2 separate regions of the Gasterosteus aculeatus genome follow, and region 2 is linked to region 1. A link is a contact called in public Hi-C data. All regions are on one chromosome and are shown on one strand. The core of a region is the stretch at or near the end of the contact, and the rest is flanking DNA. Distances in the headings are between cores, read along the strand shown.

What was found. A called contact is a pair of places that touch in the nucleus more often than the background predicts.
Region 2: a Hi-C map of blood and trunk muscle shows a contact between it and region 1, with 2.3 times the contacts expected there. The contact joins two enhancer-like sites. A contact is called at or near these places in 5 of 6 Hi-C or Micro-C datasets (blood and trunk muscle, liver, skeletal muscle and 1 more).

Annotation. Positions count from the first base shown.
Region 1 is chr4:22,424,398-22,429,317 of fGasAcu3.hap1.1, reverse strand. No RefSeq gene overlaps it. Among protein-coding and RNA genes, the nearest start is that of LOC120817096, 29 kb to the right of the region's middle. Within about 2 kb of position 2,622, at least 4 of the 9 cell types and tissues checked have open chromatin away from gene starts, as enhancers often do.
Region 2 is chr4:22,457,689-22,462,317 of fGasAcu3.hap1.1, reverse strand. No RefSeq gene overlaps it. Among protein-coding and RNA genes, the nearest start is that of net1, 30 kb to the left of the region's middle. Within about 2 kb of position 1,552, at least 3 of the 9 cell types and tissues checked have open chromatin away from gene starts, as enhancers often do.

The DNA of each region.
Region 1 (4,920 bases), core at 1,373-3,872:
TAAACACAGCCGGGTCGGTGGAGGGGTGGGGTCTCTCAAATCCTTCAAAGCACTGCAAATGTAAAGAACGGGACTTTAGGTGAAGTCTTGTTCTACAGTCCCAGTGACACAGCAACACAGACCTACACAGAACTAAATTCTGACTTTAGTTTGCCTCCGCGACCCCTGTCACCGACCCCTCTCACCCCGGACACAAGCTCTTCGAGCCCCTTCCCTCTGGCCGGAGGCTGAGGTCCATCAGGACCAAGACCTCTCACCACAGAAACAGTTTTTTCCCGACAGCAGTTGGTCTCATGAACCGAGTCCGAGTCCCCAAATGACCCAAATACTCCATCCACGACACTTTTTGCACAGTGATTTCTCTCACCGTGGAAACATATTGACTTATATACGTGTTTTAACGTACTTATCTGTTTATATTGTTAATTCTTGCTTGTAGTACAGTAGTACAGGTCATATAGCAGACGCTTTTAACCAAAGCGACTAACATTACACTTTACACTTTGTACATTTTTATCTTTTTTTACTTTATCTTATTTTATTCTTACATAGCACCAATTTAACCAGGTCAAATTCCTCTATGTGTGACTTATGTGACAATAAATGCCTTCTGATTCTGATTCTGAACCTTTGCTCGGTGTAATAGTTCACACAGATACAAAAGTTGGTCTGACTGTAAACTTACTACTCAAAATCATCCCGTACTTATCAGCCCCTTAATCTGGTCCGAATGTTTTCAGCCACAAGTCCCTTTCAGTGTCTGACTGGGGCCCTGCATGTGCGCAGAATGCTGACGCCAGAGAAGAGAGACAAATTTGAAAGTATAAGCGCAGAGCTTTAGCGAAAAGCTCTCTCAGCGTTTTGTTTACTAAGCCTCACTAAAAACCTCCCTGACTCCTGCACCTACAGAGCTGTTGTAAAACCTTTACACTCTCCGGGGCCGACACACACACTCTGTTAAAGCGAGTGCTGAGGAAGCTTTTGAGGGGAGAAGGTGGAGGATTTGAGAACAAGGGAAAGGCTATTCTTCAAAGTCACCCGCCACAGGACTCAATTAGCACTTTATCTGAGGTGGGGGCCGATAGGTGCTCCCTCCCTTCCCATGATTCCCGGGTAAAAGCTGCAGTGGGTTGACTGTGCGCAGCACTGGCCTGGGGCTTTCCTTTTCACCCGCTTCTTTTAAACAGATCCCACAACTTAGCCCGTTCTTCTGGAGGCAGCAGACAGCCCCTCTGGTCCGACTGGTGCGTCTCCTCCATCCTCACTCTCTCTTACGTTCTTGATGTCCTGCTACAATCTCCCGGAAGTAAGTCACATTTTGGCTCGCTGATGTAGTGACCCTTTGTCTCTGAAAAGCAGCTCTCTGTAATGTCTCGTTTGATAGATTTAGGTGTGAATTAGCTGTCCAAAGAAGATTTATTCCAGACATGTTTGGCACAGAAACTTGTAACCATAGTTCAATCAGGAGAGACTCGTTCGGAATCAACAATACTATTTTCTGTACAACATCGAAATAGTGCAAAATCTTTGATGATTGGACTTTATCCTCAACCAGGTCGAACCCTACAGTAACAGAATTCCCGCTGGAGTCCAGATGCTGGTGGTGGTGAAGAAGGGAAGTTGCTGCAAACCGATGCTGCCTGTGGAGGAGGACTGAGGGGGGTGGAGGTGCTTGGGGTGGAGGAGGGTTGCAGTACCAGGGGAGAGAACCCCTTAAAAGTTGTGAAAACAAGGATAGGATCCGTTTAGAGACACAGTGTCGCATCTGGTTGGTTGCTTAAACGTAGACGCCCTGGACAATAGACAGCCATAGGAAAGACCTTCACAAGCATTCACCTAATCAGACAGTTTAAGATGGAAGCTGCAACTGGTTTCTATCTCACAGTCTCACCTTGACCTCCTGTGTTTTAGTTTGGCCCACGATAGCATCATCAATCACAAACAAAATACAGAGACACACAGGCCTACAAAAGCACGGAAGCTCATGATAACTAAAGTTGAACTGGAGAGTCTCAGTGTGAGGGGTTCAAAGGCACTATAGGTGACTAATTACCAGAAGATAAGGTTCCATCCAGCACTCGGTGGATTAATTTGTGTTGGTATCAAACAATCCAGAAGCCCGTGCCATGTTTACACATTCGGACCGGGCTCCTTGAGCAGTGTGTTGCTCTCCTGTCTGTGCTGAGCCTCTCCAGATCCTGATCCTCTTTGGTGTTTTGCCCTCACCGTGTCTCTCCTCTGCCTGTCGTGTGTTTGGCATCTCTAATCTGGACTAAGAATCAGCGCCGTACATTGTGCGTTGGTCGTGTTCGTGTCTCTAATGTGTCCTCCTCGCGGCAGAAGTCGTTATTTTATTGGTGACCTCGGCACCCCCTAAACTCCGACCCTGCCAACTGCACACATGGACTCATGAACATGAAACACACGTGGCCTTTGTTCATTCGTCAGGGATTACAAGCTCCCATTTGTCTGTGTGTGTGTGTGTGTGTGTGTGTGTGTGTGGGGTGCGGGTTTTCTAGGCACCGGTGCCTCCATTTAGCCTGCAGGGTTGCATTACAGGTTGTTGTCCCACATCTAACCTTCCCACCTACTGCCTTGACATCACCTCACAGTGGCTGCCATGATTCACAGGGGTGTAATGGTGGGTAATTACCTCTGATTGAGCCTCAACACGAAACAGTCACACCTGCCAAGCAAGACCGGTAGAAAAAAGCAGGAAGCGCTACCATTAAAGTAAAAGTCCATGGAGCCTATGCACTTCAGTTTAATTGGTAGGGCAGCTCCGGTGTACGCACTTTAATACTTTCTCAATCAGCGGCATGTTTTTTGTGTTTTAAAAGTTGGTCCTTGGTCTGTTTGTAGATGGTGCAGTTTTTACAAGTGCCATGAACTTGAACTCTCAAACCCATTTCCCTTTTGTCTTTTTGAATTACTGCATATATTTGCCTGGAGAGTGTTTAGGAATTAGTCCTAAAACACAGAAATTAGTTCGCATTTTAACACATGCTAACAGTTGATAGCCAACCCTTTGTGGGTTTGTTGAAACAGACAAAGATATTGAAGAATGTGCACAATATTCCTTTACCCCAAAACAGGAGAGAAAGCAGACTTCAAATGTGATGTTTGACATTGTGATCATCGTATTCAAAAATCCCCCATCTTTTCACCTGTATGTAATCCTTAGGAAGCAGCCTGATCAGTGTGTGTGTGTGTGTGTGTGTTCGTTTTTTCTGGATCTCTCCGTGCCAGTTGTGTAATGAGCTGGCAGACAGAAAGCACAGCTCTATCTGATAAGCTGCATTACTCCATACCTTCTCCTAGTCTCCCCCTCGCGTGCTACTTGCAACTACTCGCACAAAATCCTGCCTTTGTGAGCAGAGTAAGCAGGTGAGCCAGAGGTACAGTTTGTCTGTCGTTAGCTGATTGTGACCTGCCAAAATACCTGGGCCCTGGGCAACAATGGCGTCCTTCATAGGGCCTGCAGAGCGGAGGGGCAGCTGCACCACATGAAGCTGGGAAGCTATAAACTACAGCATTATTAGACCTTTCAGGGGCTGAATTCAGCAGACAGTTTCTCAGAGGTTTGACTTATGTTGCTGTTATGTATGAATTGTCTGATATTCGTAATCGCTTATAAATATTTCACCCAAAAATGATATATTCCATGCTCAAATAAAACTTGAAAACTATCTGCATTCAAGGTCACCTTAATTGTTTCTACCGTTCCTTTTGACAAAAACGCACAGACTAAATCAGCAGGTGAATCTGCTCGGCGGTAACGTGTTACGTGAAAAGCGCATGAGAGGACGGGGAATGGAGATTGATTTGTGGCGGCCAATTAATACACTTACAATTTGTTTTTTTTACAGCGTGGGTCCTTGAGTCAGTTGAGATTTTCTAAGCACATCGGTTCCTTTTAACCACATACAACCAAAAACCCCTTTGCGTGTGTGAAGGCAGCACACGTACGTCCTTAAAGAAGAAGAATACTAGCCTTTAGCAACATTTTGTTTTGACTTTTATCCCCACATGTCACTCTCTTATTTCTATCCGGCTTCTCTTTGTTCTTAACTTCAAAACCCCAAACATTACATGTCAAACTTGTGGTGAGTTTGGGTCTATGACTCAAATGAATAACTTTTTGGCCACTCCAAAGAACCCCCGAATACATTTATGAGAAACTGAAGGAATGAACAGCATCCAGTGTGTTAGATACATTCCTTCTTCAGCCTGACCGGAGATCCAACCTTCATCAACCCAGTCTGGTCTCCTGTGTTCACTTTAAACACTCGTGGCTCGGAGAAATTAATGTCTAAAAAACCCTTTCCAAACCCAAGTCAGTTGGCTCCAACAATCACTCTACTCCTCGTCCTCTCCACCGTCCCCCCTCAGGTCCTCAGTTAGTGCGGCCTGGCACTTTGACGAGATGGGGCTCGTGCAACACTGAACAATGGCTGGCGTCCGACGCACTCTGGCAGAATGCGGAGCTCTAATCACGGGATGGAGTAATCCCGACAGGCTTTTTTTTTTTTTACCTTAAAAACCTGATTGTAAAAGCCACTGAATCTACTCGTGTGCCAGCATGTGGATGTGTGTTTGACGTAGTCCCACAGGGGTTCTCTAAAGGTGCGGTTAGTAGTCGGCATGGCTCGGTGGTCCAATGCAACCGCGTTTTCTCCGAGCCGGGAGTGGAGGGCAGAATGCCAACGTTCAGCCTGCGCAAACAACGTGCTCCTTTAAACGCATTACCAGGCACCGTCTGTCGTCTCCACACATACTCTCATTTACACTGAGCCAACTATTCCAGTTGTAAAATCCATGCATTGGGATTGGGGGGGTCCAGCAAACTAGAACCTAAACGGGGTCTCGTCTGGGTGCATCACATCCTCCGGGGTCGCCAAACAGCAAGGACAACAAGGA
Region 2 (4,629 bases), core at 303-2,802, 34 kb before region 1:
ATGTTGGTGTTTACTGATTTACTGTGGACAAAGGCCAGTCTAGCCAGTGAGGGACATTAATGACGAAGTTCTGCATGACCTTCTAGAAAATCCCTGGTATGAAACATTCAGTTTAAAAAAATCCACACCAAAGGCTGATAACACAGTCAGCTCAAGACCAACATCTAACCAGCAAGGCAGCGCTCGGGGGCACTCGGAGACAACAGAAGGTCAAATGGGTTCACAGCACCCCCTCCGTGTTTATGTCAAAATACACTCTGTCCTGCTCATTCCTGACAGACGGGGAACTTGTTCAGTCATCGCTCACACGCTGCCGAAAGGAGCTGTCAGCTCGGTGCGCTTCTCTCAGACAAATCGCTTCACTTTGTCTCGTGGATTTCCTTTCGCCTCAGGAGATGACATGTGACGGTGGGAAAGAAAGAAAAGAAAACCTCAACAACAATTAATGGCTCACTAAAACATTCATGTGTTGAAAAACAAAAACGCAAGAGGGAAAGGATTCCCATCAGGGATGTTTTTCACAAAACACAATTAGGGTGGCGTTATGTTCTGTCTGTTACTACCGAGTTTTAAACCACAGACTGCTAACGCATTTATTCCCTGAGACCACAGATTGCTTGATACAGACACACAAACCAAATCATATCTCATGTTTAACCGGTTCAGAGACATCGATAGAAGCGGCAGATTGTAAAAAGTCTCATGATGAAAAGGCAGGTCTCCCCAGGGAACCATGAGGCCGGCCGGATACTGGCCATGTTGCGCCAGCAGGACCTCACCCCTCCGAAAGCAGTGGATCGAATTCAAAAATGATGGAGTCTTTTGAATTGGAACAATTGTACAAGCCTACGAGAACACGTGCAGACTAGGACACATCGCGAGAAAGGCCCCGAGACTCCTGCTGTTGCTAGTTAATGTGACACGTGGAACCAGGAAGGTTAGGTTTGCCATAAAGCTCAACAACAAACATGAGCTAAACTTGCTAGCTAGTTTAGCTAGCCTTTGTGCGCCGCGGAAACCTGCTTGTGTCCCAGTTAAAGACATGAAACAAATGGGCTTGTGATGTTCAGTAAAATGGTATTCATCCTTCAAGATATAGAGTCCCATGTTCTAGTGAGACTCGGGCTTTTGACCATGTCCTCGTGGAGAGGCTTTGAAGATTTGAAACGGCCTCCGCTCACTATGTCCTCATGGCAGTTTTTCTTGGACGTCTAAACTGCCAAACCTTTCCTGTGTTTTTTATGTTTCGGTTTGTTGGGAGTGAGTAATCGGTTTATATGCTGACATTGGCTACGGTAAAGCGCAGTGGTAAAGCAGCAGTGCTTTGAGGGCGTACGACCTGCCAAGACTGATATAAGACCTATGAAACACGATGGCTATCAGGCACCTTGAGGTGCATTTCTACATATTACTTTGAGTGGGAGCCACATGCCAGTTTCATTTCGGGAGGAATGCCTCCCCTTTGAAGTAGCTTTTCTCGCAGTCACCAAAGCTATCAAACAGGAATCCGCTTCACATATCACGGATCATCGAGTCCAGAATAGCAGACCTGGCATCCTCCTGCTTGCCTCACCAGACTGACTCGTTCCGTCAGGTATGAATGCTCCTTGGCGTTGTTTTAAAATCTGTCACAGGATTATTTGCTCCGCTCCCTTCACCAAGCCTCCAAATGTTTCAAGAATAGATTAGCTCAAGACCACGAGAAACCCGAGAATCGCAGATTATCTCTGGTTGCAACCCAAAAATGGTTTCGCAGTTTTCCATTCCTACATCAGGAGCCGCACATCATTTTCCATGTGGATGCTCCGGAAATTTCCTGGCTCGGGACTTGTGTCAGAACAATTTACATTAGTATTATTTTCATGGCTCCAGTGGGAATTAAAGCAGCGACATTCCCAGGTAATAATTAGGGTTACAAAAGTCAGGCCAATGCCAGCAAGCCAATGTTATTTAGTGAAAGCATGAGAGCTTCATCAGGAAAATGTACCAACAGTGTTGGAAGTTGAAGCTCTCAATGTAGAAACTTGTCCCCTCTATATCAATAGATCATAACTCATTAATGCATTAATATTAGCAGGATACTGCATGTAGTTAGACATGGAGATCATTTAACTTTCTGTGATTATGAATCCGTTTGCAATAGATTGGCTTGTTGGTTGTGGAGTGTACTGAGGTGACCACTGAATGCTCCTTACAGGCCGTCTGAATGCTTTGCTGCTTGGGTTTCTCATCATCTCAAATCCATTTGAGTGATGTCGCCATGTTTCCAGATCTCCGCAATCACTTTAGTAAATACTTTATTAGCGTATTATACAAATGATGCCCAGGACTACAAAAACAGGAGCCAAGTCGTAATAAACTGGATTTATCCTCGGTAATGGTCGGCAGTACAGGAACTGAATAACTTGGATTGACTGGACCTGCCCTTCAAAGGGGAGTTTGGAGTGTTTGAAGTGTTGTTTTCTGAGGTAATTTTCCAAAGTTATTGAATTACATACACTAGATGGAGTTTCTATAATAAAAACAATCTTAAGTTAAGGTGTTATACCTGATATTATTTTCACCCTTTTACCTTGCTGTCAGACCGTTTTCTCTGCTTTGACTCTTAAGCCCCGCTGCGTTGATAAAATCACATATATTACCTCTCATAACACAGAAGTTGCTGGTTTACAGCTGAAGCTGTTTCATTTATATTCTGGCGTAGACAGATGAAACAGCTGACAAACTGGGACGCGAGTGGAGAGGGTGTGCCGGTAATTGCAAGGTTGGCGGTTCGAAACCCTGGCTGCTCCATGTCCCTTGTGGAAGTGTCCCTGAGCAAGACACCTATCGCCTGATTGTTTCCCGAGCATCATGTGTGTGATGGGGTACGCGCAGAGAGGAGTTTCCCCATGGTTATTAATAAAGGATACCATCTTCTTCTACTGCTTGTTTTTGTCCAGCATAAAGGGTTAATCAATACAAACATTTGTTTTCACAGAACACAGCTCATATAGAGTTAGGCAACAAAACTGTTAAGTTAGGTTTAGGTAAAGAACGTAATACCTTGTTTTATAGTTTTATACAACAAAACCACTTAGTTAGGTTTAGGAAAAGATTATGAAATACTTTTTATAGTAAGTTGTTCAGCCAACAAATCTACCGACTTAGTCTTTATGAATAGATTGTTCACCAGGTAAATTAACTATGGAAGTGTCGTTACTGAAGTAATTCATAGTTGACTCATCGTTTCACATGAGAAACTTACAGCTATTTGTTGGCGCGCCCTGTGGTCGTTATACTTCCTGGTGGCCCTGTGGTCGTTATACTTTGATTAGTATTCGTCTTTGTGGGATACTTACAATTAAGGCGTGTTCTTTAGGATTCGCCAAGAAAGTTAAAAAGGAAAATACCATAACTTATCTGTGTATACATGTATGACATATGACCTATTCTTTTGACATGATATATATATATATATATATATGATGTTATTATTAATACACTTTGTGTCAAATGTAAATGTACGGGTTGCATCATCTTGTCAGGAGCTGCCTCTTGAATCACAAAGGCATATTTACACTGTTCAAATCAGCATGAGGACATTATGTAAGGCCTCCGAGAACATGTATGCTTGTTCATATCAGAGCGAGCTTTGTACGTATAAGATAAGGACTGGGAGGACACAGCCTCATAAAGCAGGGATTTGGACAGTGACGGCTCCACCTGTATGCACACACGGCATTTCAGCGCTCAACACTGTTTTGGCAGTTGTTATCTGATTTAACTCTGTGGTGGAAAATCTTTTTATTGAGTCTTTATGAACTTAAATGAAGAATACTGTCAAACAGAACTGTCACAGTGTTTTATTTTGCTGGGTTAAGTTCACTTCCTGCCCTGGTGCTATTTCTGTGTGGCTGGATTCGAATTGTCACATTTGCTTAGGAAGGTTCCTAACTGAGTGAAATGACCCAATAGTGTAAGTGGACGCCGTGATAAGATCTGTTTGAATTCTCTAAGGAAAGGAGCTTCAATGCTTCCCTACTACCCCTTCTGCATAGGAACCACTGGACCATCTTTTCCGAAAGGAAAACAGATAAATCCGTCCCACGGCAATATTTAAATAGTGACGTATCATTCGGCCGTTCACGTAGTAACTGTCAGCATAACTTATTCACAGTGCAACCTTGTTAATAACGTTATACTTTGAACCTGGTGGTTTTATGTAGTCTGCATGACTCAGAATTGTAACAACACATCTAAGATGCGCTTCTTTGCAGTCCATCTTTTAAGAAATTGCACTTTGGCCGCCGCAGACTGACTCACATGCGTCTTCTGTGGCATCATAACTTTCCTAAATACTGCGGTTTTCCTTTCCTAAACCGTAATGAATTCTGCGTTTGGGTCCTACTTCGACCACTCCGCCGTGACACAGAACGTGTCTCTTAAAATGATGAATTGTATTCTTGCACAGAAAAGGCACAGTTGTACAGAGTCACAAGAAGTTTGTGTGCACTCCAGATTAAAATACGTCATGTTCAAGGGTGGGGGCCTGTTTACTGAAACATCCTGAAGGCATAGAACATGTGAACATAAACATACAATAGGTACTTGTTGTCCAACAGTGGAGAAGAAGAGGACCTGTGTATT